Regions from separate parts of the Mus musculus genome. Here regions 1, 2, 3 and 4 are each linked to region 5. A link is a contact called in public ChIA-PET, Hi-C, HiChIP or PLAC-seq and promoter capture Hi-C data. All regions are on one chromosome and are shown on one strand. The core of a region is the stretch at or near the end of the contact, and the rest is flanking DNA. Distances in the headings are between cores, read along the strand shown. Region 1 holds the start of Hmcn2 (hemicentin 2). Region 2 overlaps Gm31585 (a long non-coding RNA gene). Region 3 overlaps Ptpa (protein phosphatase 2 protein activator). Region 4 overlaps Hmcn2 (hemicentin 2). Region 5 holds the start of Tor1b (torsin family 1, member B).

Region 1 (2,700 bases), core at 136-2,635, 360 kb after region 5:
CTCCATTGTCTCAGAGCTCAATTGCAGTGGAAGGTCACACACCCAGGCACAGTCCCAGTGATACAGTTTAGTCAGAACTAGGATGAGGACACACAGGGTTGTGGATGCAGAACAGAGTGGTCCCAGCAGCCTCAAAGATGGAGGAACTGAGGCTGGTCCAAAGGAGAAGAGACAGTGTGGAGTGGCTTTGCTCCTGGCTGAGGTGTTTACAGAGGAAGGGTCAAGAGAGTGTCGCCTCTATAGCCCAGAGCTCTCAGCTATGTCCAGGGTTTCTCTGACTTCACCCAGGGTGTTGTACACAGAAAAGACCCTAAGAAATCAAACATGCTTGCCAAAGCTGCCCCCTCCAGTCAAGCAACATCTAATGAGTCACCACCCTGTGGTGGGGTGGACGCTAAGGCACACTCTTCACTCCAAGGGGCTCTTGGTCTGTAAGGACAGAAACCACTGGGAGTGTACCGCCTGGGAGAGTGAAGGGCTGCAACAGAATGGAGGGAAACACCTCTGGCCAGCCCAATGGTGAATGGAGCATTCTGCCCAGCCAATGATGAGTACCCCAACAGCCCAATGGCAGAGAGAGAGCACCCCCAACCTGATTGTGCAGAGGACATCCTCATTTGGCCCACTGGCAGAGGCAGCACCTCCCACCCAGCTGGCAGAGGAACCATCAAAGGATGGTTGAACCCAGCCCAGGCAGCCCCTAACAGGTGCCGCAGCCACTTCATATGCAATCCATGAGTCCGCTTGGACAGGTGACCAGAGGAGTGTGTGCCCAATCCTGTGGAGTCCCCATATGACCTGTAATGATGTCTTACAATACTCAGGGGAGACGGAAGAGCCTGAGGGACTTGGGGTCCTTCTATATTTGGCTTCAGATGCTGCCTACACCATTCAGTAATGGGCTCATCGCCGAGTCTTGCATCAAATACGTTTGGTCTTAGTATCTTCCCCAAGGATTACCGTAAGTTTCCAGACTTTATCTGTGGGATGCCGAGGCCATAGTGAACGCCAGGCTTAGGTTTGTTGATTTTGACAAGAATAATTACAATATTGGGGAGGCTCAGAACCACTGATAGAGGTAGCAGTGAGTGCAAAGCCTGTCTGAGCCAGGCTTGGATTGCTCCTGTGGCCTCTCCGCCCCCGCAGAAGGGCTTGCAGGTGTCCGCGGATTCCCGCACCCTCATCCCTCGCCCTTGGCCGTGGCCCCACCTCCCTCCTGCCTTCTGCCTTGCGTCCTCCTCTAACCTCGGGGCTGGACCAGAGAGCCGAGGGGCTGGGAAAGTTTGAGTCACGCCGCGGGGCGCGGGGGAGGGGTGCGAGAGGCGGGGTGGGCATTAGGGACCGCCTCGGGCTCCCACCAGGGGAACCCCGCCGCGCCCCTGTCCGGTGAACCCGCTAGAGCGAGACTGCACTGCCATCTCTCACTGCGACCTGCGGGTCCCATCAGGGCTGCAGCCTCCGGCTCACCATGACGCCTGGGGCGCAGCTCCTGCCGCTGCTCGTGGCGATCTCTACAGCAGTGGCGGCGGTGGTCACGTCTGACGCGCCCACGAAGACGCTGTCCCCCGCCACAGGAGACGCCACCCTAGCCTTCGTCTTCGATGTCACCGGCTCCATGTGGGATGACCTGATGCAGGTGATCGACGGCGCCTCGCGCATTCTGGAGCGCAGCCTGAGCAGCCGCAGCCGGGTCATCGCCAACTATGCGCTGGTGCCTTTCCACGACCCAGGTAGAGCCCCTCGCCGGCCGTTCTCAAGGTCTCCCCACCGCGCGGCTCTCGAGGTTCCCTCCTTCCCCCCAAGTCCTCGAGGTGTCATGCTTTGGTGTCCTGTCCTCTCCACCCCTCACCCCTGCTGCTCGTCCAGCCTTGCCTGGCGCACAGCAATAAGCAGAACCTTAGCATCTTCTGGCACATTTCCCTTGCCTGGCCACGCCCTCTCCTGCATCCCCAGGTTGGCACTGAGGTTACAAATTTCTAGCAGGCGACCAAAAGCTTCTGAGTCTCACCCTCTCCATTTGTGAAGTGGGAACATGTGTGGGGATGTTGGCAGTAGGTGCCAGGAACCTGTGAGGTTTTTGGTTCTCGATTTTATTTTGCCTGCCTGCCCTTTCTTCCTCCTTCCCTCTCTCTCCCCTTTCTCCTCCTTTCCTTCCCCTTTGTGAGGCAGATCTCCTGTAGCTCAGGCTGGTCTCCCAGTGTTCTGTGTAGTGGAGAATGACTCTGAACTTCTGATCCTCCGGCCTCAGCTTCTAGAGCGCTGGGATCGCAGACCTGCACTAACATAGCCCCTTTATCCGGTGCTGGGGATTGAACCTGGGGCCCATGCACACTAGGCAAGCTCTGTGCCGACTGCCTGTAAGATTTTAGGTGCTGTTTGTTTGTTTGTTTGTTTGTTTGTTTGTTTTAGAGTCCTCTCCCAGCTTGCATGTGAGAAGCCAGGACATGGCTTTCAGGGGGAACTGCAGCCCTTTGTGGAACCCCTGGCTGATAGTAACAGCCTGTTGCCGGTTCCCTTTTGCCTGCCTACTTCAGCAGAGTGAAATTTCCCAGCAAAGCATGGCTCCCTGACACCTGCTGATTCCCCGCTCCCCCCCCCCCCCCCGCAGTCACCCTGTTAGCTCAGGGTTGAATATGCTCCCCGAAGCCTCACCACCAAAAGTCCCCTGCACCCCGGGGAGAGATGTCCCCCACAGCCTCA
Region 2 (2,700 bases), core at 136-2,635, 400 kb before region 5:
CTGTTTCTGTCCCCCCCCCTTGTATGTGTGTGTTAGCAGTGGGTTCTTTCTGCAGTCTCTTTCTATTTCTGTTCCCCCCCCCCCGTGTGTGTGTGTGTGTGTGTGTGTGTGTGTGTGTGTGTGTGTGTGTAAGGGTCAGCCTCCTTACCTTTCTCCAAGCAGAGAGCCCACCCCCTGACTACCTTCCTGATCTTTGGCCCTGCTTGCTCTTCAGTTACCTGCTTTCCCATCTCAGAGTCCCTCAGTCACTCGGATGAACTAGAAGAAACCCCCGGCTCAAAGGCTGGTGAGCTGCCTCTGTTCCTCTCTGCTGTGAAACAAGCCATCTGTGTGCCCCAGGGGTTACGCTTGGGACATTGTTCTGCTAACCAGTTCACCTCTCCAGCTCCCCCCACCCACTTAGAAGCCTCTTTCTCTTCCAAGTCTTTCTCCCACGATGCCTGCCTGAGGTGGTGCCTGCACACTTCAGGTCTCCTCTGACCATAGGCCAGCACTCTAAAGTATTCCTGCAGCCTCTTCTACCTACAAGGAAAGCCAAAATGGCGCTGGGCCACACACAAACCCTGATCTGCCCACCCGCTGGTCTCCCCCAGACCCTTCCCTCTCCTACCCTTTCCCTTTGCGTCCTGTTTCCTGTATATTCCACGGTGTTTGTCACCTCCTGGCCTTTGCCCGGTGGTTCCACTCTGGATCTTTCTGTCTGTCCGCCTTCATTCATGTCCCCAGGAAGCTTGACTGACCCTTCCCAAGCACCTGAATGTACTTATTGTTTATTAGTCTGGCAGAGCACAGAGGCCTTGCCTGTCCCCTCTTGTCCCTCACAGTCTTGTGTCTTGTTTGGCCACAGAGCTAGCCATGAGCTGGTCCCAGAGTCATGGTGAACCCTGTGAATTTCTACTGAAGCTCAAGGACTTGGTCTAGGGATGCTGACGAGACCCACGGCCAGGACACACAAGATGCCAGAATGACAGCCGTGACGTGACATCGCTAGCAGCCGCTGACACCGGAAGCTGTTGACACGGGATGCCGCTGGCACCGGAAGCTGCTTGGTAGCATCTCCAAGCTTGCTTTACATAAGCTCTCAGAATGGCTGGGGAATCCAGCTCTCACCTGCTCCCCACTTTATGGATGAGAACCTTGGACTCTTCAAGTTGACCATACCTGCCTTTTGACTAGAGTGGAGGCCAGGGAAGTTTCTCATGCTTCCTGCTTGGAGGGGGCGGGGGCGGGCGGGGGTGGGGGCGGGGGCGGGTGGGGGCAAGCCCCAGCTGTTGTTGAGGTGAGGCATGGTGACTCTTCCTGGAGGAGGCTGAGGCTGGTCAGGACTTGGGTGGGGCTGAGCAGGCTGCTGGGAAGCCGCTTCCTTCCGGACCCTTCCTGTTTCCTTTTCCTCACTGCTCAGCCAAGCGATTGTCTTGCTCAGCCCTCCCCGGGCCTGCCTGGGCAGGATGTGGAGGCAGGAGGTTCTGTTTTCAAAAAGTCAAGTGTGGATTAAACACCTTGAACTGCAGACTCAATGTGGCTCAAAGAGTAACTTTTGTGTTATGTGTATTTTACCAAAATAAAAAGAACTGAAGGGCTGACTAGATGGCTCAGTGGATAAAAGTGCTTGCTGCCAAGCCTGGGACCTGAATTCCGGCCCTGGAACACACATGGTGGAAGGAGAGAAACCATTCCTGCTTGTTGTCCTCTGGCCTCTCCACAGGGACTGTGGTATGACGTGTGCTCTCCTCTCCAGATACATTTTAATGATTGTAATTTTTTTTTTTCTTTTGGGACAGAGTTTCACTGTGTAGCCCTGGCTGTCCTGGAACTCACTCTGTAGACCAGGCTGGCCTAGAACTCAGAGATCCGCCTGCCTCTGCACCCCAAGCACTGGGATTAAAGGTGTTTGCTACAACACCTGGCTATGATTATAAAATTTTAACATCAAATTGTCAAAAGAAAGGGAAGTGGCTCATGTCCCCGAATGTGAGGCTCTGTACCTGTGAAGCAGTCACCGCCCCTTGCCCTTCCCCATGCCTGACATTTCATTCTCTTCTGGAACTGATGACAGGTGTGAAGAGCTGATGGGCTGGCAGTCCCATAAGGGGTGCTCCTGGCTCTAAGGACCCATGGCAGGGGGACTAGGAGTTTGGCTCCTAGATGAGTCCCCCCTCCTCAGTGCTTGCAGCCTTGAGAGTCACAGGTTGTTTCCTGTCCCTGGCTTTCCTCTTCCAGCAACCATGATTTGTGGAGATGTCTTTCCCAGTGGGTGGGAGTCCTCTGCTGGCACAGTCCACTATGCCGCACTTTGACTATCATGACAAACAGACTCTTCTGTTTTCAAGATTTGTTTCTGTTTTACGAGTGTGTGATTGCATGTATGTCTGTGTATCATATGGATGCCTGGTGCCCTCAGAGGCCAGAAGAGGGCATCAGATCCCCTGGAACTGTAGTTCCAGGTCGTTCTGAGCCCCATGTGGGTGCTGAGAAACAAAGCCAGGTCCTCGACATAAGCAGCCAGTGTTCTACCACTGAGCAACCTCTCCAGCCCCTCCCTGCATCTTAAATTTGCTCAGTGGACAAAGGGCTGGGTGTGAGGCCGGGAGACTGCATAAGGCCTTTCAGCTACTGACTTCCTCTGTGTCCTAAGGAATGTCATCTCTCTGTGCAGCACCAGGTCCTTCCCTGTAAGCTAGACCAGTGTGGGACAACATC
Region 3 (2,700 bases), core at 9-2,508, 510 kb before region 5:
TCATCCCTTCTGGGTCAAGTGATGTCTCTTAGCTGCCTGTCTTGGCTTCTGCTGAGTATGGGTGCCTTTGAGTGGGAGGTGGGGATGAGGTGAACGAGATCACCTTCCTCCTAGGCCGGGGGCTGCTCTCCAGCACAGGTGGATTCCCGTGGAGGTGGCTGCAGTTGGAAACCTCATGTTTGTCTGGGTTACTGGGGATGCAGGAGGCGAGACAGGCCTCACCTCCCTGGTTTTCCCCTCCTTTCTCAGTGCCTGGAGAAGTTCCCTGTGATCCAGCACTTCAAGTTCGGGAGCCTGCTGCCCATCCATCCCGTCACATCAGGCTAGGAGAGGCTGAACTACCAGAGCCACCCTGGCCAGGTTCCTGTGCTCTCTGTGACCCAGCACCCCTCCCGCCCACCTTCTGTTCTTTCTGTTTGATGAGAGGCTGTTTACTGAGATGGGTGCTAAGCAGGGCCTGAGTTGGGGGAATTGACCACAGTGTGCCCAGTTTTTGACTGTCCTCCGTCTGGTGGCCGAGTAAGAAGAGAGGGGCCTGGACGTGGTCCCCGGCCCTGCCCATCCCTGTGCTCCTGCTTCCTCCCACGGTCAGGCCCATGTGGAGGAGACAAGGACACCCTGCTCTTGTCATTGCTCCCCCTTTCCTCCCCATGATGTAATGGTTCCCTCATTAAGAGCAGGAGTTCCGTGCCTCCAGGGCCGGCTGGTGGGTTCCCCGCTAGCTGTGTTCCACTGGGTATCTGCTATGGAGCTGAAGGGTGAGGCTGTCATCAGCTGTTGGGAGGGCTGGGGTTGGGGGAGGTTGGTTTGTAGGGGCCATGGATGATGAGGCTGGTCTTCTCAAGGTACCATCCTAGGCCCTGGGGGACCTGTGTCCATCCTCATGCTGGCTTTGTTCCCTGGCCCTTGGCTTTGCTAGGTTTCCTGACTGTTAACATAACACTCCCCTTCCTGGGGATAGCCTAGCTATGGAAGCTGCCCTGGGCTCCTGGGAAAGCCCATTGCTTGGGTGAGATCTGACTTTCCAGAGCTGTCAAGCAGGGAGAGGAAGAGACTCCGGGAGGCAGTAGGACTGTTGTGTCTGTGGAGAACCTAGTTTTCTCCAGTCAGTCTCAGGCCTGCTGATTCTGCTGCCTCTGCCTGCTGAGTGTCTGAAGCTTCCCCCGAGGCCTTGGCTTGCTGCTCCGCTCCCTTGGGTCGGTTTGTGGCTCGTGTGGGAGAGCAAAGAAGGTAGCAGCCCCCTCCTCCCACTTCCCTCTGTGAGATGAGGGAAGTGCTGGCCTGGGCCTAGGCATAGACTCAGAATGGGTAGGGCTGCTAAGGGGACCTAGCCACAGTCACCAGTTTTCTCTCAGCGTGTGGCTGAACTGGAACCTGCAGGCTTTCCTGTCCCACTTGGGCCTGCCCTTCTTCACTGCCCATCCTGTGTTTGTGCCCGCTTAGCTTTGTGGAGTGGACACTGAGAAGCACAACTCAGGGGCTTGGCCAGGAATTAACTATGGTCTGGGCAGAGCGGGGATTGAAGTCATCAGAGTCACAGGCAGTTCCCCAGGAAAAGCCCAGTGCCAGCTTCCTTCCAGGGCCAGGCCACTGCCTTCCTGGCTCCCTTCCCTGTCCCTGCGTCCCCAGCCCTGCGCCTTCCTTGCTATTTGGATTAAAGCCTCTGTTTTACACCTGTCCCCTGTGTGAGACATCTTTTCCTGACATGTCTGAGTGACTGTTCCTCAGCAGGTGGTTTTGTTCCTCAGGAGGGTGGTTTGTAGGGGCCATGGATGATGAGGCTGGTCTTCTCAAGGTACCATCCTAGGCCCTGGGGGACCTGTGTCCATCTTCATGCTGGCTTTGTTCCCTGGCCCTTGGCTTTGCTAGGTTTCCTGACTGTTAACATAACACTCCCCTTCCTGGGGATAGCCTAGCTATGAAAGCTGCCCTGGGCTCCTGGGAAAGCCCATTACCAGTTGACTTTCTGGGGATGGGATATGTGACAATGACTAAAGCAGGCAAGAGGGTTCAAATCCCAGCCATCCCCCTGGCTCACTCCTAATGGCAAGTTTGTGGGTAGGTTTCTGAGCTACTCTGGACCCCACCCAGCACCCTCATCTAGAAAATGGGTATAATCACAAGTGGCACTGGTAACCCTGAGTCTAGACCTGGTTCAGAACACATGCTGTGTTGTCACTGTGATGTGTATGTGTCTCCTGAACCTGCTGGGCACAGGTCCTAGGACCTGGCACAGGCTGAACAAGAACCAGATGTCAGCCTTCTACAGCTGCTCTGCACTCCTGCCGGCCCAAAGACGAGGCTCACATTGAACCTTACATCTGCCCTTGTTAGAAGTAGCCCTCTTTGTCCTTAGCCCACCTTCTGGTCTGTTATGCTAGGGCTGAGTACAGCTGGGCAGTGACTCCCTAGACACCAGGCGAGCCTATGAGTGGGAGCCTTTCTGCTGTCCTGGAGACTTTGCACAAAGGCAGGAAGAGGAGCCGCAGCTCGGTCACTTTGCTACATCCTTGGTTGCCCAAAGCCGTGTCTCCAGTGTCCACCACACTTGAATTCAAACCCAAGGCCAGCTGCTTACAATGGAGGAAATCCATGATGGCTGATTTTACCTCTCTGAGCTCCAGTTTCTTTATCTGAAAAACGGGCATCATAATGCACTGTGGTTTATTTAGCATGGTGGATCTCAGCCTTCCAAATGCT
Region 4 (2,700 bases), core at 98-2,597, 500 kb after region 5:
GAGGCCAGATGACAACTTGTGTCGCTCCCCAGGAGCTGTCCATCTTGTTTTTGAGAGAGGATCTTTCACTGAGCCCAGGTTAAGCAGGTTAGCTGATGAGCCCCAGGGTTCCACCTCTCCCTCTGCTGTCTCTGCCTCGCCAGCACCAGGACCCCAAGCATATACCACTATGGCCGGCATTTCTATGTGGGCTCTGGGGACCAAGCTCAGGCACTCGTGCTTGCACGACAAGCACCTCACTGGCTGAGCCCTCTCCCCAGACAGAGTCTCCTTTATTTTTGAGCCAAGATCTTCTGTGCTTTTGAGTCTGTTACCTATTAGCTGTGTGTCTTTGGACACTGTGCCTTTCTGAGCCTCAATCTCCAATTTGATGAAAGAGTAGCAGTGTTGACACCTTTGAATGGGGCCTCAGAGTGGGTAGTTAGCATGTGTCACTATTGTTTGTCTTCTGCTCCACAGGGGAGCCCCGGGGCAGCCGGGGCAGCATGACTGGAGTCATCAATGGTCAGGAATTTGGAATGGCTACTCTCAACATCAGTGTGCTACAGCAGGGCAGCTCTGAGGCTCCAACCATCTGGAGCAGCATCAGTCAAGTCCCAGCAAGTGTGGGTATGTGGGGAGGGGGAGGGGCGCTGGGACACCTGCTGGACCTAGAAAAGGCTTGTTCAAGGCCTAGTACCTGGAGATAGGACTACCTTGAAGAGCCAAAGCCCTCTCCAGCTCACAGGCTCCCACCCCCACTATCACCAAACAAAGTCACTGCATTTAAAATTAGACAGGGAGAGGGTGGGTATGAGCAGGGTACTGCATCAGGAGCTCAGAGGACGATGGGGATGACACTTACACTCGGGGAGCCCCTCACCGATGGAAGCCGATAGAAAAGTGAAGAATTGATTAACAGACACGAGCTGGAGGGGACAGACAGCAGGAAAGATTCAGAATTCCGTCATCTAATAAGCAGGAGGCAGCCTGGCGTAGTGGCACACGGCTTTCTTTAATCCTAGCACTTGGGACGCTGGGCAGAGGCAGGTGGATCTCAGAGTTTGAGGCCAGCCAGATCTACAGAGTGAATTCCAGGGTACTCAGGGCTATGCAGAGAAACCCTGTCTCAAAAAAAAAAAAAATCAAAAAGAAAGGAGAAGGAGGAGGAAGAGGAGGAAGAGCAGGAGAAAAAGGAGGGGGAAGAAAGGGAAGATGAGGAGGAGGAAGAGGAGGAACAGAGAGAGGAAGAGGAGGAGGTAGAAGAGGAGGAGGAGGAAGAGGCATGCATCTGCTTTGAATCACAGATTTAAGAAACAGGATGTCTTGAGCAGAGAATATGCAGGTGGCTCACAGGCCCTGTCTTGGCAAGCCTGCGTAAAGGACCCAAGGCCCCTCCCCTTCCAAGGACCCAGTGCAAGGAAAGGCAGAGATAAGTTCTCACTAGGAGCAGTTCTTCAGAGCCACACATGGCCTCAGTTGTTAACTTGTTTTGTTTTGGTTTTGGTTTGGTTTGGTTGGGGGGAGGGGTTTGCTTTGTTTTAGAATCATTTGCTTTTATTTTACATGTACAAGTGTTTTGTCTGCATACATGTATGTACAACCATGTGCATGCCTGGTGCCTGCAGAGGCCAGAAAAGACTGTCAGGTCCTCTACAACTTGAGTTACAGATGGTTGTGAGCCACTATGTGGGTGCTGGAAGTTGAGCCCAGATTCTCTGTAAGAAAAACAAATGCCCTTAATGGAGACATCTCTCCAGCCCCAGGTCAGGGGCTTTACCTGCCAGACTTGAAGCCGCTGTCTGTCGACAGAGACTAATTTAAACAAAATGCCGCCTAGTTGTGGCCGCTGCTTCCAGCTGTGGGAGCCATGGGGAAACGTCTAGACCCAGGCCCAGTGAGCTTGACTGTAATGGGACAGAGGCTCTGAGGAGCTGGACAGGTTCTGTTGCCCACAAGGGCTCTAGCTCCCTCCTGTCACCCCATTAGGTGCCACCACTGTCTCTGACCCTGAGGAAGCTGTGAGTGGGCGGTGCCCCCCTGACCCGGTCTGTGACCTCTCCTAGTCCTAAGAGGTCCAGATGTTACCTAGGGCAGTCAAAGGCTCAGAACACTCTTTCCTCTCCCAGGTGCTTGCAGAAGTTGTCCACAAGTTAGTTGATCATCAACCCAGCCAGCACATAGTGACAGACTGTGCCCCCCACCCCCCAGAGCCATGGGGACCATCTATCTGGTTCTGTTGAACCTGGCTAAATATCACATCCCATGCATTTCTTTATAATATTTGCTTTTCTAGCTGCTCCATAAAGTATATTTTGCTATCTCCTGGGGTCTGCTAAACAACTGGCATGTGTAGTCGCCAGGCCAAGCACGGCCAGGGAGGGAAAGGCTGAGAGAAGGGGGAGCCACAGAGGGATCGTGAGCAGCATCGCTGCCCCGAGACTCCAGTCCTAACATGGCCTCTGTGTTCTGCTACATCCAGGGCCTCTAATGCGGGTGCTGGTGGTCACGATTGCCCCCATCTACTGGGCCCTGGCTAGAGAGAGCGGAGAGGCCTTAAATGGCTACTCTCTGACGGGTGGCAGCTTCCAGCAGGAGTCACAGATGGAATTTTCTACAGGTGAGCATGGTCTTCTTGCAGACGGCTGGGGGCAGGGCCTGACGAGCCCAGGCTGCCCCTGCGCTGACTCCGGAATGGGTGGGGACGGCTTGCAGGGGAGC
Region 5 (2,700 bases), core at 161-2,660:
TCTGGACCAAGTATGTATGGACAATCTATTTCCTTGGGGAATGATCTTCAAGTTGGCTGTATTGTCCCTATTAAAAGCCTGTGGCAGCCAGGCGGTGGTGGCGCACACCTTTAATCCCAGCACTTGGGAGGCAGAGGCAGGCGGATTTCTGAGTTCGAGGCCAGCCTGGTCTACAGAGTGAGTTCAAGGACAGCCAGGGCTCCGCAGAGAAACCCTGTCCCAAAAACAAAACAAAACAAAACACCCAAACAAACAAACAAACAAAAAGGAAAAAAGCCTGTGGCTTCAAATTCTATATCAAGTTGATATAATGAAGGCGTGTGGAGGAGTAATCACACATTTCAGACGGGCTGTTTACAAACTCTACTCTTTACATAAACCACACCACTGCTTGTTTTCTGCATGACCAACTTCGTCGGTTTTTGATTAATACCTCTAATCTTCAGCATAGGCAAAGGCTTTCCCTGCCCCACAGTACCTGGACTTTGATGACTCAGTAGTCCTTGTCCCCTTGCTTGCCTCCCCTACAGCCTGTGTGTCCTGAAAGGCAGGACCAACTCTACTCCATGGATGAATTCCCAGCGGGCAACCTGGGGCCCACTGTGTGGTATGCGCATAGACAAATGTCTGTCTCCCTTGTGAATCCCCCACAGGTGTCCCTATGTGCGTTACATCCCTAGTGCTCAGCCCTGTCTCTCTCACAACAAGCACACATTATTGTTGCTATTATTATTATTATTATTTTATTTATTTATGTATTATCTTATATGTATGTGCACGCCTGAGCTTCTGTACAGCACCGTATACGTGGAGGTGCCCACAAAGCTCGGAGGAAAAGTTCTGGAGGTACAGGCAATCATAAGCCACCAGATGTGGATGCTGGGAGCCCAATCTGGGCTTTTGATTTTTATGTGTGCATAATTTTCCAATAATTTTATTATGTTGTGTGTATGATTGTTTTGCTTGCGTGTATGTCTGTGTCCCGTGTGTGTGTGTGCAGTGCTTACAGAGGCCAAAAGAGAGTGGCAGAACCCCTGGAACTGGTTAGAGACCGTCACAAAACAGGAATGTGGGTGCTTGGAAGTGAACCCAGGTCCTCAGGAAGAGCTAGTCAGTGCCCCTAACAACTGATCCATCTCTGCGTTCTCTCCCTCTCTCCGTCTCCTGTGTGTGTGTGTGTGTGTGTGTGTGTGTGTTTGTATAACAAACCAACCAACAAACAAACAGGACCTCTAAAAGATAGGAATGAAATTCCTTTAATGGTCTCTAGAGGGTTTCCTGACACTCACAACGTTGGTGACAATAATCTCCCCGCCCCTTTCCAACAAGGCGGCTTTCTAGCTAAGCGGAAGTGACAGCGCCGTACCGGAAGTTCAGTCCCTGGGACTGAATCCTGCGCTCGGAGCGCAGCCGCACGGTGCTTCCCTGCGTGCGATGAGACGAATCGGAGCGTTTGGGGGCTCCACGGCCCTGTGGGCGCTGCTGGCCGCCCACGTGGCGGGGGCGTTCGAGCCCGTAAGCGTGGGCATCGCCATCGGGGCCGTGTCGGCGCTCACCGGCTACCTGTCCTATACCGATTTCTACTGCCGCTTCACCGAGTGCTGCCATGAGGAACGGCCCCTCAACACGTCGGGTATGTGCCCGCGGGCCGGTCGGGGCGGGCGGGAGGGCACTGGGAGCTTGGCTCCCGCTCCTGCTGGATGCGGCGCCGCGGGAGACACACACGGCCGGGACCTCGCCACACCTTTGCAGGCCTTGCAATGACCACCTGGAGAACTGAACGCAACGGGGCCAGCTGGTGCGCCCCGCCAGGGGGTGCCAGGCGTGGAGCTCCATCCAGAAAGCCCGCCTGTTGCTCTTGCTGTTTGTTTGTTTTTTTTTCGAGCCATCAGGGGTGGCGGGAAAGCTAGCCCGGAGCACAGCCGCCAAATGGTTCTTCCCTGGATGAAAGAATCTGTGTAGCTTGTTTGACATTTAGATGTTAAGGAGAACTGGCACTTAAGGATCTGACTGTAGGTCCTTATGATTCTGGCTCTGATCTGTGAGATCTCTGCATTTTTCATCCCTTCTGGCCCTGCTGGATCAGTCGCTAACTGTGCCTCTGACTCAGGTACTTTTTTAACCTGTGTTTTTCTCTTTGTTCCGGTGCGGGCCTCCGCAGCCCTCAAGCTGGACTTGGAAGAGAAGCTGTTTGGACAGCACCTTGCCACCGAAGTGATTCTCAAGGCATTGACTGGCTTCAGGAACAACAAAAATTCCAAGAAACCATTGACTCTGTCCTTGCACGGCTGGGCTGGCACGGGCAAGAATTTTATCAGCCAGATTGTGGCTGAAAACCTTTATCCAAAAGGCCTGAAGAGTAACTTTGTCCACCTGTTCGTCTCTACTTTGCACTTCCCTCATGAGCAGAAGATAAAGGTGTACCAGGCAAGAAAACCTACCGATTTTTGATCATATGCCTGGGGTACTTTACTCAGTAGCTCTGGCCTCTGCTTTTCTTTCTCTGCCTTGAAGTGCTCCATCTGGCCTCTGCTTTGCTTTCTGCTATTTATTTGACTGAGTTTTACTGTGTAGGTCTGGCAGGCCTGGAACTCACAGAGATCTACCTACCTCTGCCCTCCAAAGGCTGGGATTAAATGCCTAGCCTCTCTTTATTTATACTTTCTGAGACAGTGCCTCATCGTGTAGTCCAGGCTGGCT

The links. Promoter capture Hi-C pulls out the DNA fragments that hold promoters and counts their contacts. A called contact is a pair of places that touch in the nucleus more often than the background predicts. ChIA-PET counts read pairs in DNA pulled down with a chosen protein or histone mark. HiChIP or PLAC-seq counts read pairs in DNA pulled down with a chosen protein or histone mark.
Region 1: a promoter capture Hi-C map of stem cell-derived epiblast-like cells shows a contact between it and region 5, with 5 times the contacts expected there. The contact joins the promoter of Hmcn2 here to the promoter of Tor1b in region 5. A contact is called at or near these places in 6 of 39 promoter capture datasets (the 3T3-L1 cell line, cranial neural crest, frontonasal cranial neural crest and 3 more), 1 of 115 datasets of contacts at active chromatin or transcription factors (large pre-B cells) and 1 of 9 other capture datasets (liver).
Region 2: a contact with region 5 is called in an RNA polymerase II ChIA-PET map of memory CD8 T cells, with 6 read pairs. The contact joins the enhancer-like site here to the promoter of Tor1b in region 5. A contact is called at or near these places in 4 of 39 promoter capture datasets (cranial neural crest, hippocampal neurons, liver and 1 more), 1 of 484 Hi-C or Micro-C datasets (pre-B cells) and 4 of 115 datasets of contacts at active chromatin or transcription factors (cardiomyocytes, fibro-adipogenic progenitors, large pre-B cells and 1 more).
Region 3: a contact with region 5 is called in an H3K4me3 HiChIP or PLAC-seq map of bone marrow-derived macrophages, with 3 times the contacts expected there. The contact joins the enhancer-like site here to the promoter of Tor1b in region 5. A contact is called at or near these places in 8 of 39 promoter capture datasets (cranial neural crest, embryonic stem cells, frontonasal cranial neural crest and 4 more), 2 of 15 datasets of contacts at CTCF or cohesin (embryonic stem cells and large pre-B cells), 30 of 484 Hi-C or Micro-C datasets (the AML12 cell line, the C10 cell line, CD8 T cells and 24 more), 30 of 115 datasets of contacts at active chromatin or transcription factors (the NIH/3T3 cell line, VIP interneurons, acute myeloid leukemia and 25 more) and 4 of 9 other capture datasets (adipose tissue, embryonic tail, liver and 1 more).
Region 4: a Hi-C map of CD4 T cells shows a contact between it and region 5, with 6 times the contacts expected there. The contact joins the enhancer-like site here to the promoter of Tor1b in region 5. A contact is called at or near these places in 2 of 39 promoter capture datasets (cranial neural crest and pre-B cells), 2 of 484 Hi-C or Micro-C datasets (CD4 T cells and liver) and 1 of 115 datasets of contacts at active chromatin or transcription factors (hepatocytes).

The regions. Positions count from the first base shown.
Region 1 is chr2:31,312,947-31,315,646 of GRCm38.p6, forward strand. It overlaps Hmcn2 (hemicentin 2), which reads left to right and starts at 1,386. Exons shown (of 98, transcript NM_001370902.1): 1 at 1,386-1,730. The coding sequence starts at 1,469.
Region 2 is chr2:30,546,631-30,549,330 of GRCm38.p6, forward strand. Gm31585 (a long non-coding RNA gene) reads left to right here. Exons shown (of 3, transcript XR_374225.3): 2 at 215-286; 3 at 848-1,214. Among named protein-coding and RNA genes, the nearest start is that of Gm31585, 3.5 kb to the left of the region's middle. Within about 2 kb of position 1,386, at least 72 of the 459 cell types and tissues checked have an H3K27ac peak or open chromatin away from gene starts, as enhancers often do. A contact at or near this core is called in memory CD8 T cells and pre-B cells, where this site is marked.
Region 3 is chr2:30,446,128-30,448,827 of GRCm38.p6, forward strand. Ptpa (protein phosphatase 2 protein activator) reads left to right here. Exons shown (of 10, transcript NM_138748.5): 10 at 250-1,680. The coding sequence ends at 327. Among named protein-coding and RNA genes, the nearest start is that of Ier5l, 27 kb to the right of the region's middle. Within about 2 kb of position 1,259, at least 66 of the 459 cell types and tissues checked have an H3K27ac peak or open chromatin away from gene starts, as enhancers often do. A contact at or near this core is called in the CH12 cell line, adipose tissue, bone marrow-derived dendritic cells and 6 more, where this site is marked.
Region 4 is chr2:31,450,349-31,453,048 of GRCm38.p6, forward strand. Hmcn2 (hemicentin 2) reads left to right here. Exons shown (of 98, transcript NM_001370902.1): 87 at 460-609; 88 at 2,462-2,599; 89 at 2,695-2,700. Among named protein-coding and RNA genes, the nearest start is that of Ass1, 19 kb to the right of the region's middle. Within about 2 kb of position 1,348, at least 30 of the 459 cell types and tissues checked have an H3K27ac peak or open chromatin away from gene starts, as enhancers often do. A contact at or near this core is called in pre-B cells, where this site is marked.
Region 5 is chr2:30,951,591-30,954,290 of GRCm38.p6, forward strand. It overlaps Tor1b (torsin family 1, member B), which reads left to right and starts at 1,411. Exons shown (of 5, transcript NM_133673.3): 1 at 1,411-1,633; 2 at 2,162-2,427. The coding sequence starts at 1,435.